2 separate regions of the Hordeum vulgare genome follow, and region 2 is linked to region 1. A link is a contact called in public Hi-C data. All regions are on one chromosome and are shown on one strand. The core of a region is the stretch at or near the end of the contact, and the rest is flanking DNA. Distances in the headings are between cores, read along the strand shown. Region 1 has its middle 100 kb from the start of LOC123427482. Region 2 holds the start of LOC123427482 (WD repeat-containing protein 44-like).

Evidence for each region. Hi-C and Micro-C count contacts between places; a contact is called where the count stands out from the background.
Region 2: a Hi-C map of leaf shows a contact between it and region 1, with 8 times the contacts expected there. The contact joins the promoter of LOC123427482 here to the enhancer-like site in region 1. A contact is called at or near these places in 3 of 6 Hi-C or Micro-C datasets (leaf and seedling).

The regions. Positions count from the first base shown.
Region 1 is chr2H:587,462,629-587,467,271 of MorexV3_pseudomolecules_assembly, forward strand. No RefSeq gene overlaps it. Among protein-coding and RNA genes, the nearest start is that of LOC123427482, 100 kb to the right of the region's middle. Within about 2 kb of position 2,848, at least 1 of the 3 cell types and tissues checked has open chromatin away from gene starts, as enhancers often do. A contact at or near this core is called in leaf, where this site is marked.
Region 2 is chr2H:587,566,106-587,570,748 of MorexV3_pseudomolecules_assembly, forward strand. It overlaps LOC123427482 (WD repeat-containing protein 44-like), which reads left to right and starts at 2,005. Exons shown (of 7, transcript XM_045111540.1): 1 at 2,005-2,151; 2 at 2,750-3,845; 3 at 3,931-4,021; 4 at 4,112-4,269; 5 at 4,364-4,492; 6 at 4,588-4,643. The coding sequence starts at 2,784.

The DNA of each region.
Region 1 (4,643 bases), core at 1,598-4,097:
GCAGCCAGCCGAGCTTTCGCACATGCTTCAAAAGACAAGGTTGCTATATGAGCCGGACCGTTAACGGGTTGCAATGATCCCGGTTGTGGGAACTTTATCAAGATTTTCACACGCTTTTTTTTTTGTTTTGAAAAACTTTTTAGAAGTTTCCTGAATTGTTTTTTGTTTCCTTTTATTTTACTCTTTATTATAACAATTTTCTGTTTCAAAATATATTTTGGATTTTCAAACCATGTTCTGGATTTTCAAATAATGTTTGGAATTTTCAAAAATCATTCTTCAAATTCAAAAAATGGTTTTCCCTTTTCAATTTTTTTACCGGAATTTTAGAAAATTGTAATTCAAATTCGACAAAATGTTTTTGTTTTTTAAAAAATGTTTGGATTTTCAAAAAATGATCTGGATTTTCACAAATTATACATTGAATTCGAAAAATGCTTTGGATTTAAAAAGAACTTATCTGGATTTTCTAAAAATGTTCGAGATTTTCTAAAATGTTCTCGGATCTCGAAAATTGTTCTCCAAATTCGAGAAATGTTTTTTCTCATTAAAAATATATTATAGATTTCAAATATTTACCGTTTTGCACAAACATTTATAACTTTATAAAATGTTCAGGTGTTTCAAAAAATGTTTGCTATTACAAAAAATGTTTGGTATTTCAAGGAAATGTCTGTAATTTTTAAGAAATTTCCAGAATATCAACAGTTTGTTTTAGAAACCAAGTTTGCGTTTAAAAGTTGTTCTTAATTTCCAAAAAATATTCTTGCTTTTAAAAAATGTTGAAATTTCAAAAAAATGTTCTTTATCAAACTTTGTTCATAAATTAAGAAAATATAATGGAATTCAAAATTTGTTCTTTCAATTCAAGAAAATGTTTTTTTGGTATAAATTCGAAAAGAAAAGAAAAAACGAGCCGCAACTAGCGGCGGGTAGGAGCTCCCCGATCCCAGGTCACTAGTTGGTTGTTGACCATGACAGTGGGCTACTCATTAGGCTATTTGACTGATAATTTTTACAAAAATATGTTCATTTTTTAGAAAATAAAATAATAATTTCGAAAACGTGCTTACATTTGAAAAATCAATCATGAATTTGGAGGGGGGAATCATCAATTTGAAAAAAAAATTGAAAAAACAAATAATTTATTTAAAAACAAGAATCTGGAAAACAATGTTCATGGTTTGGAAAAAAACCTTAATTTTTTTGATGATTTTGAAAAAAATACATCAATTTAGAAAAAGAGTTCATCGATTTTGGAAAGTTAATTTTTTTCAAAAAGAGTAATCAATTTTGAAAAACTCTTTAACAAGTTCATGTATTTGAAAAAGATTTCATAGATTTAAAAAATCACAATTTTCAGAATATTTAATTGTTTTTAAAAAAATCATCAATTCTGGAAACAAAACATTTTTGGAAACATCAATTGATTTGGAAAAACGTTCTCGTATTTAATAGTAAAAAAATCGTCAAGTTTGACAAACAAACATCAATTTTGGAAAAAGTACATAGATTTAGAAGAACAAAAATCACAAACGTAAATTAGGTACATCAAACCTCAAAGCATGAGGTCACCGGTTTGATTAGCAGGACACTCGGCATGTCTACCTATTTCTTTGATAAGTTTGATTTTCATTTTTGGTTTCAATTCTTTTCCTATTATTATTTAGTTTCATCTACCTTTTTAATTTTTGCAAACATTTTTCAATTTTTTTTGAAATTATGAACATTACTCAAATCAACGCATATTCTCTTTGAAATCATGAACATGTTTTCAAATTTTGGATATTTGTTGAACTTATGGAGAAAAAAAATCAAATTTGCGAGCTTTTTACCAAATTCATGGACATTTTTCAAATAGATGCCGAATGATTAAATTTGTTCAATGTGTATACTAAACTTTCATATACATGTCGAAAATTTAATCTGAATATATGTTGAAAACTTCTCGAATGCACACTGAACTTTTTCAAAATGTTTGCCAATTGAAAACAAATCATGTATTCAAAAAACGATCATGAGTATAAAACAGGTTCGTAAATTACAGTGTATGGTCCACCAATTTCCTAAAAAAATCAGCAATTGCTAAAAAAATTGATTTAACAACAATGTTCATGGTTTTAAAAAATGTTTAAATCATTGTAAAAAAATATGTATCGAAGAAAATATTCATGTATTCAAAATACGGTCATGGTATTATAAAATATTGATGAATTTGGAAAATATTCTTGTTTTCAACAAAATATTCACAACTTTTTAAAAAGTTCATGATTTTCATTTTTTTTCACAATATTAGACAATGGGTACAAAAATATCAATGACTTCCGCAAGAAACAAAAATAAAATGAAAAAATAAGGAAAAATGAAGAAAAACAAAACGGTAAATAAACAAAAAGGAAATACTTAAATGAAAAAAGGGAAATGTATAAACCGGCTTTGGGAATATTGTAGAACATTTCGAAAACTGGTGGGTAGAAATCGAAATCACTTTTTCACGCTCACGTGTCGCAACGCCCGATTCCTATAAGCAAAGCGCCGTGAAAAGTTATCCATGTCGGATGCAGGGCCATGCATGTACTATCATAATTTCTTCCCTCCCGTGAGTTTCACCAATGGGCCCGCATCCTCGTACCATGTTTTCTGTCCCCTGATTTCAACACGTGGGGTGGGTGGGGCCGTCGTAAAAAAGATCTCGTGTCATGCTAAGTTAGCTTAGAATGGAAACCCCGTCGTGTCGGAAACCGAGCGTTTCAACGCGCGAGCACGAAATAGCATCCCTCGATAGAAATCCCTAAAAAGAATGGTCCAAAAAGGCGTGGATGCATTCGGTGGGTAGGAGCGAGATTTATATTAGGGGACATACACGCCAAATATGATTATGTGTCGCTCGTTAGTGACCTAGCGCGTACCACCTACAGCGTTCGGATTTCTTTTGGGCTGGCCCGTTGGGAATTGTTAACCACTATTTTTTTTTATTCCATGCTTTTCCTTTCCGGTGTTTTTTCTTTTTTCTTTTTTCTGTTTCTTTCTCTTCAGTTTTTTTCTTTTTTTCTCCCCTTCATTATATTGTCATTCCTTTTTATCTTGTTTTCAAATTTGTTATAATTATTCCTCAACCGTGATTTTTCTTTAAACGTAATGAACCCTTTCAGAAGATCTATCTTCCAAAAAGGTTCGTGATTTTGAAAAACTGTTCACGGTTTGACAAGTCTCTTCAATCAACAAACATTTTTGGCCCGATGAACTTTTTTTTATTACATATACATTCTTAAAATTACCACATCATTTAAAAATTCATGACAAAATTTTAATTTGTGATCATTTTTAAATTTCATAAAATTTATTGAATACACAAAAAACGTGAGCTATATCTGATTTCCTAAACTGTTTTGAAAATCATAAACACTTGTTGCATACGGGATTTTTAAGTAAATCCTCAAGATTTTATGGAATATATGAACATTTTATGCTTGATTGCGCATACCATACACACATTTAATAAATTTTGTGACTTTTTTGTAATAAAAATTAGAATAGAAAAGAGATCCCAAAAAGAAAAAAGAAAATGAAAAGTTCAAAATTGGAAAAATAGAAGGCCCGTCAATGGAACACAACAAATGTGCGCGATGCGTCTCCTCCAAGGGTGCAATATGTCGAATAGGACCTCCCAACGAGCTACATACGTGCCAAAAAGGAGATGCCGTATTAGGAGGAGACGCACATCGCACCCCCACGCTTGCTAGCACGCCATTTCGACCAAGGCACATGTAAAGGCGCCCTATTTTTTTACTTACCTTATGTTTCCTTTTTTCCTTTTGCGTTTCGTTAACTTTTCTAATTTTAATAGTCTGGGATTTCAAATAAGTTCCTAAAATTAAATAAATTGATAGTTGGGAAGAATGATACTTTTGCTTATTCAAAAGATGTGCATGAATTTTTAAAAATGTTTCTAAATTGAAAAAATTCAAAAAATCAATAAATATTCATAAATTGAATAAATTCTCAACATTTTTGAAAAAACATATTCAGATATGGAAAATATTTAGTATTTTAGAATAATTGTTCAAAAATTCAAAAAACTATCATGATTTAAAAAAAAAAATTAAACAATTTTGGAATAAATTGTAAACAATTTTGTAATTTAAAATTATGATGAAAATTTTATAAACTTGAAAACTTTTGTCAAAACACTTAATAAATTCAAAATAATTGATATTGAACACAAATTCCACCCTACATAGTTTTATAAATAATATTAAGCTTTTCTACAACAAAAACATTTCTTATATTTGTGAAGAAAAAATTGAATATAGAAGAAAATGAAATTCTAGTCTACGTTTTACAAGTGTAAATAATATTTGAAAGAAAGAACATTTTACTACAAACAGTATTTTAATTTTTGCAATGCTTAAAAATAATAACTAAATTATAAAGGGGAGATATGAATTAACAAAAATAGAAAAGAAAAATGAATAAATGTAAAAGAAAAATAAGCTTAGGCCTTGGCCCAACTAGGGGACGACATCGACGGGGGCATTTGTTAGACTGGCTCAAGTTGTCGCGGATTGAAAAATGTTTCATCAATTGTTAACGAATTTGAAGAAAAATTCATGGGATTTAAAAAAGTTTGTAAAAGTTAATAA
Region 2 (4,643 bases), core at 755-3,254, 100 kb after region 1:
GTTTGACTTCGTTGATGGTATATGGAACTTCCGTCTAGCGAACTCGACCTTAGGCAGGAAGTTCTTGGCAACACCGACGATCTTAAATCCACATAAAGATGTTAGCTTTGAGATTTCCCGAGGTTTCATTCCGTATCATACAGTTCATACATAGTTTGGATATAGCATGGGGGATTTCATCATACATATCATCAGACTATAAAAAATGGTGACCTGTTTTACTAGTTCATCATAACTAGAGTAGGATTGTAGATATGGAAAGTTCACTGACGGCCACCCTTTCCCTTGCCCTTGTCCTCTTTCTCGTAGCAATAGTGTTCAAACACAACATAGGGGTCAAGGCGGATCTACTCGGTGAAGGAGTTGGATGTGTTTGACACAACAATAGTCATGTTATTGTCCCGAGAAAGGCCGACATGAGAACGAACAGCCAAGGCTTTCTCCACCATGAGGGCATGGAAACCCATACTTGTTAACTCTGTAAAAATATTTCTAGTCGTTATTAGATGGTCTATGAACCCGCTTGCACCCTTTCTTAGGCCCTGTTTCTTTAAAAAGTCATAGGACTTTTTTTAGTCTCAACTAAAAAGTCTCTAGTCCCTACCCGTTTATTTTCAAGGACTAAACATGGACTATAGGTCATTAAATGACATGCAAAAAGACCATGTTATCCCTAGTAATATACTAGTAGTTATTAAATGACATGCTAAAAGTAGGGGCATTGTTGGAAACAGTGTCAAAAAAGTCCTAAAAAGTCCCTCCCATAGGGACTTCTTTCTTTAGTCCCAATTATTCCATTTTAGTCCCTAAAAGTCCCTATTGTTTCTTTTTAATGGGACTAAAAGGGACTTCTTCCTTAACTGTGTAAAAATATTTGTACGCTGCCTCACAATACATTGGAGGGCTTCTTAGGAAAAGAAAAGGCCAAACAAGCCGTTGCCGTTTAATAATTACAGAAGATTTCCGGCGGTGAAAAAGAAGTTTTACACACTCCCGAGCCCTGACAGTGCGATGCACGAAGTAGTCTCCACGCACATCAGTCCCGCCGGAGCAACGCAACAAGGAAAAGATCCGCGTCAGGCAAGGGTTACACGAGCAAATCGGCGTGATGCAACAGCCGTTCGCAGTACTACCACCACTACGCAGAGGTAGCGGCAAGGCCCTATACCATAGACCCAGGCCTACGAGCAGTAGACGATTAATGGCTCACGCAGACGCCGCCAGTACTGTACCCACCCCCACTTTCATTTTATCCGAAAAACGTCAAGCAAAAACGAAGCAAGGACGTCGAAAAGAAAAGGAAAAAGGAGAAAAAGAAGCCGGCGGTACTAGCATCAGTAGTAGTATTACTACTATTAGCGCGAGCGCTTGACCAGTGGCGCTGCGCCAGAAACGTCCAGACACTACACTCAGATAGATAGATAGATAGACAGATTGATAGTAGATAGGGAACCACCGAAAAACCCAACAAGTCAGCGGGCAAAAGCAAATTCGCAACACCGACACCGCAATTGATGCTGCTAATCGTGTATGTAGTATCTGAAATTCTGAATACGATGCCATGCTGCTAATAATATTATTTTCGACGCGATAGAAATGATGCTGCTCCGAGTCTTGGTTCTCCTCCTGGAGTCATGGTGAAGATCCTCTGTGTGCAGTGGGGGGTTACCGGGGTTAACGAAACTCTGAATAAATAAATATAATAAATTCTTCATAGCAGGAAGTATTATTTTTTTGGCGTGCTGGTTCCAAATCTGGCGATGGTGATGGGGACGGAGGACAGGCCGGGGCCGGGGCCGGGGACGGGACCCCATCGCCTCCCTCCCTCCACGTCCTAATAAATCGCTCCCATCTCCGATTCGCCCAACCCCCTTTTCTCTTCAATCTTTCCGCCGCCCCGTCGATTCCATTCCATTTCAATCCTCCATCCATCCGTCCCCGTTTGCGCCATGCTGCCGGCGCCGGCGCCGCTCCCGCGCCCGGCGACCACCACCACCCAAGAACACGCGCCTCGCGCCGGCGACCACCACCACCCAAGAACACGCGCCTCGCCGCCGCTGCTAACCGGCCGATACCTTCCTTCCTCCCTCCCTCCCTTCCTCGGCCTGCAATTCCCGCGCGCCAGTTCCGCCTCCCCTTCGTTCGGCCCAGGTGCGCTTCCCCTCCCGCGAGTTTTTCTATTCCCCTCCCCTCGGCAAAATCCTTTCGAGATATGTGTCGCCCAATTCGTCTCACCGCCCGTTCCTTCATCAATCAAGAGGAAAGGAAGAAAAAAAAAAGGCTTCTTGTTTCTGGTTCGTTCGCGCAGCGCTCGCCTTCCTCGCCCGGCTCTCCGCTTTAACAATGGGCGAGCGGCTGGCTGGTTGTTAACTTGGCGTCGCCGCGGCCAGATGCATTGCTCGGGCGCGATTTGGCCACGCGAGGCCCGGGATTTCATGGGAGATACGGGGGAGTTGAATACTTGGGATTTGGTGCTCTAATTTTCTTTATTAGCTCTGATGATGATGATGATTAATCGCGCCGGTAAAAAAATAATCTTCCTCGTCTCCCCTCTCGCGCCCGTCCGTCCGTCCGCGCTCTCTTTCTCGTCCCCGGTTGCCGCCGAGGCAATTCAGCGCACACCGGCCGCTTTACTCCCCCCCTCCCTCTACTCTCCACTGTTTGTTATATAAGCGCGTGTCCGCGCGGCGCTCTGAGATGTGATTGTTTGTTTCCCCACTGTTTCTTATCTGCAACTGTATTCTTGCAGCCCTCGTGCCTGCCCCAGCAACAGCGATCCATCCATGGAGTCGTGCCAATTAGTACGGGCAGAGGAGGCCTCTGGTAGCGGCAGGATGGAGGCGGAGGAGGAGGCCTTCTTCGACACGTGCCAGGAACTGCTGCCGTGGCCGGCGCCCAGCCCGGCTCCGGCATTGCCGTGGTCATCGGGCGGCCTCGACAGCGTGCGAGACAGGAAGGAGCGCTTCTTCAGAAGCATGGGCCTCGAGTGTGGCCCGAGCCCCAGGCAGGCGGATCCCGTGACTGCCGCGGGCGAGGTGGAGAAGAAGCACGAGGAGGAGGCCGTGCCGGAGTCTGGGAGGTTGTCGTCGCACTCGGAGGACAACGACTGCTCCATGTCGAGTTGGTCCACGGAGGAGACAACCAGCTACGACGAGGGCGGCGCGTCCGACGACAATTCCGTCGGTGGATCCAGCAAGGATGATGGCAGCAAGGTCAGCCGGAGCTCCAGTTCGTTCTCGTTTATCCGGAGGCTTATGAGCCGAAATGGCAAGCCTTCCGGTGCTCCGAGGACAGTTGAGAGGAGGAGAAGCGGATGGCTGGAGAGGCTGGGCGTGGCGGTCTGTGCTGTGGATCATGGGGCGGATGAACCTAGCACCAGCTCCTCTGACAGCGAGCAGATTCATGGTGGAAGGTATGAGAGAGTTAAGGTCCGATCCTACCGGAAGCGGTCCAAGGAATTGTCTGCTGTGTACCAAGGCCAGGTGATCAAGGCTCACGAAGGTGCCATCTTGACGATGAAGTTCAGTCCTGATGGGCAGTTCCTCGCAAGCGGCGGCGAAGACGGAGTGGTCCGGATTTGGGGTGTTTCGCAGTCCGATGAATGCAAAATTCCTCTGGATGACCCCTCTTGTGTCTACCTCAAAGCACGACGCAAGTATGGGTTAGCGCCCGTGAGCATCGACAATGAGAAGCTGCGCAAATCCAAGAGCATGGGTATGAAGAAAACTGGAGAGTCTGCCTGCATCGTGATTCCAACAATGGTTTTCCAGATTTCAGAGGAGCCATTGCATGAGTTCTATGGGCATTCTGCTGATGTATTGGATCTGTCCTGGTCAAACAACAAGGTCAGTTGAAGAAATGTGTTACTGTTCTTTGTTTCTCCTATATATACCTGTTTATCTGTGATGATTAAAATTTGATACCTTGCAGCATCTGTTGTCAGCTTCAACAGACAAAACTGTCCGCCTGTGGGAAATTGGATGTGCAAACTGCATCAGAGTTTTCCCGCATAACAATTTTGGTAGGCTTATGATTCATATTTCATCTCCTTCAAAATCTATGCCTTTAGCCATGGGTTGAAGCTGACAGATTGCTCTCCACATTTTTGCAGTGACTTGTGTCCATTTTAATCCGACGGACGACAATTGCTTCATCACGGGATCCATTGACGGCAAAGTTCGTGTATGGGACATAACTAAATGCAGCGTTGTGGACTGGGCAGATGTTAGAGACATAGTTACAGCGGTCTGTTACCGACCTGATGGAAAGGTATAATTTCTAGTGCACCATCGTAGTCATTCTGATAAATCTGTATGTCGATAGTTTGGAGATTAATCTCCAATTTTCCTTTGGTTTTCTGCAGGGTGTAGTGGTTGGAACGATTACTGGAAATTGTCGCTTTTATGACGCATCGGACGACCTGCTGCGGTTGGAAACACAGATCGCACTCAGTGGCAAAAAATCCTCTTTGAAGAGAATCACAAGTTTTCAGGTAAACATCTACAAGAAAAAGATGACTGTGATACCTTCACCAGCCCTTTTTCATCAAGAATGTTTCTTACTATTGCTTTTCCATTTCTATGGCAGTTCTGTCCAAACAACCCAAGTAAACTGATGGTAACATCTGCTGACTCCAAGATCAG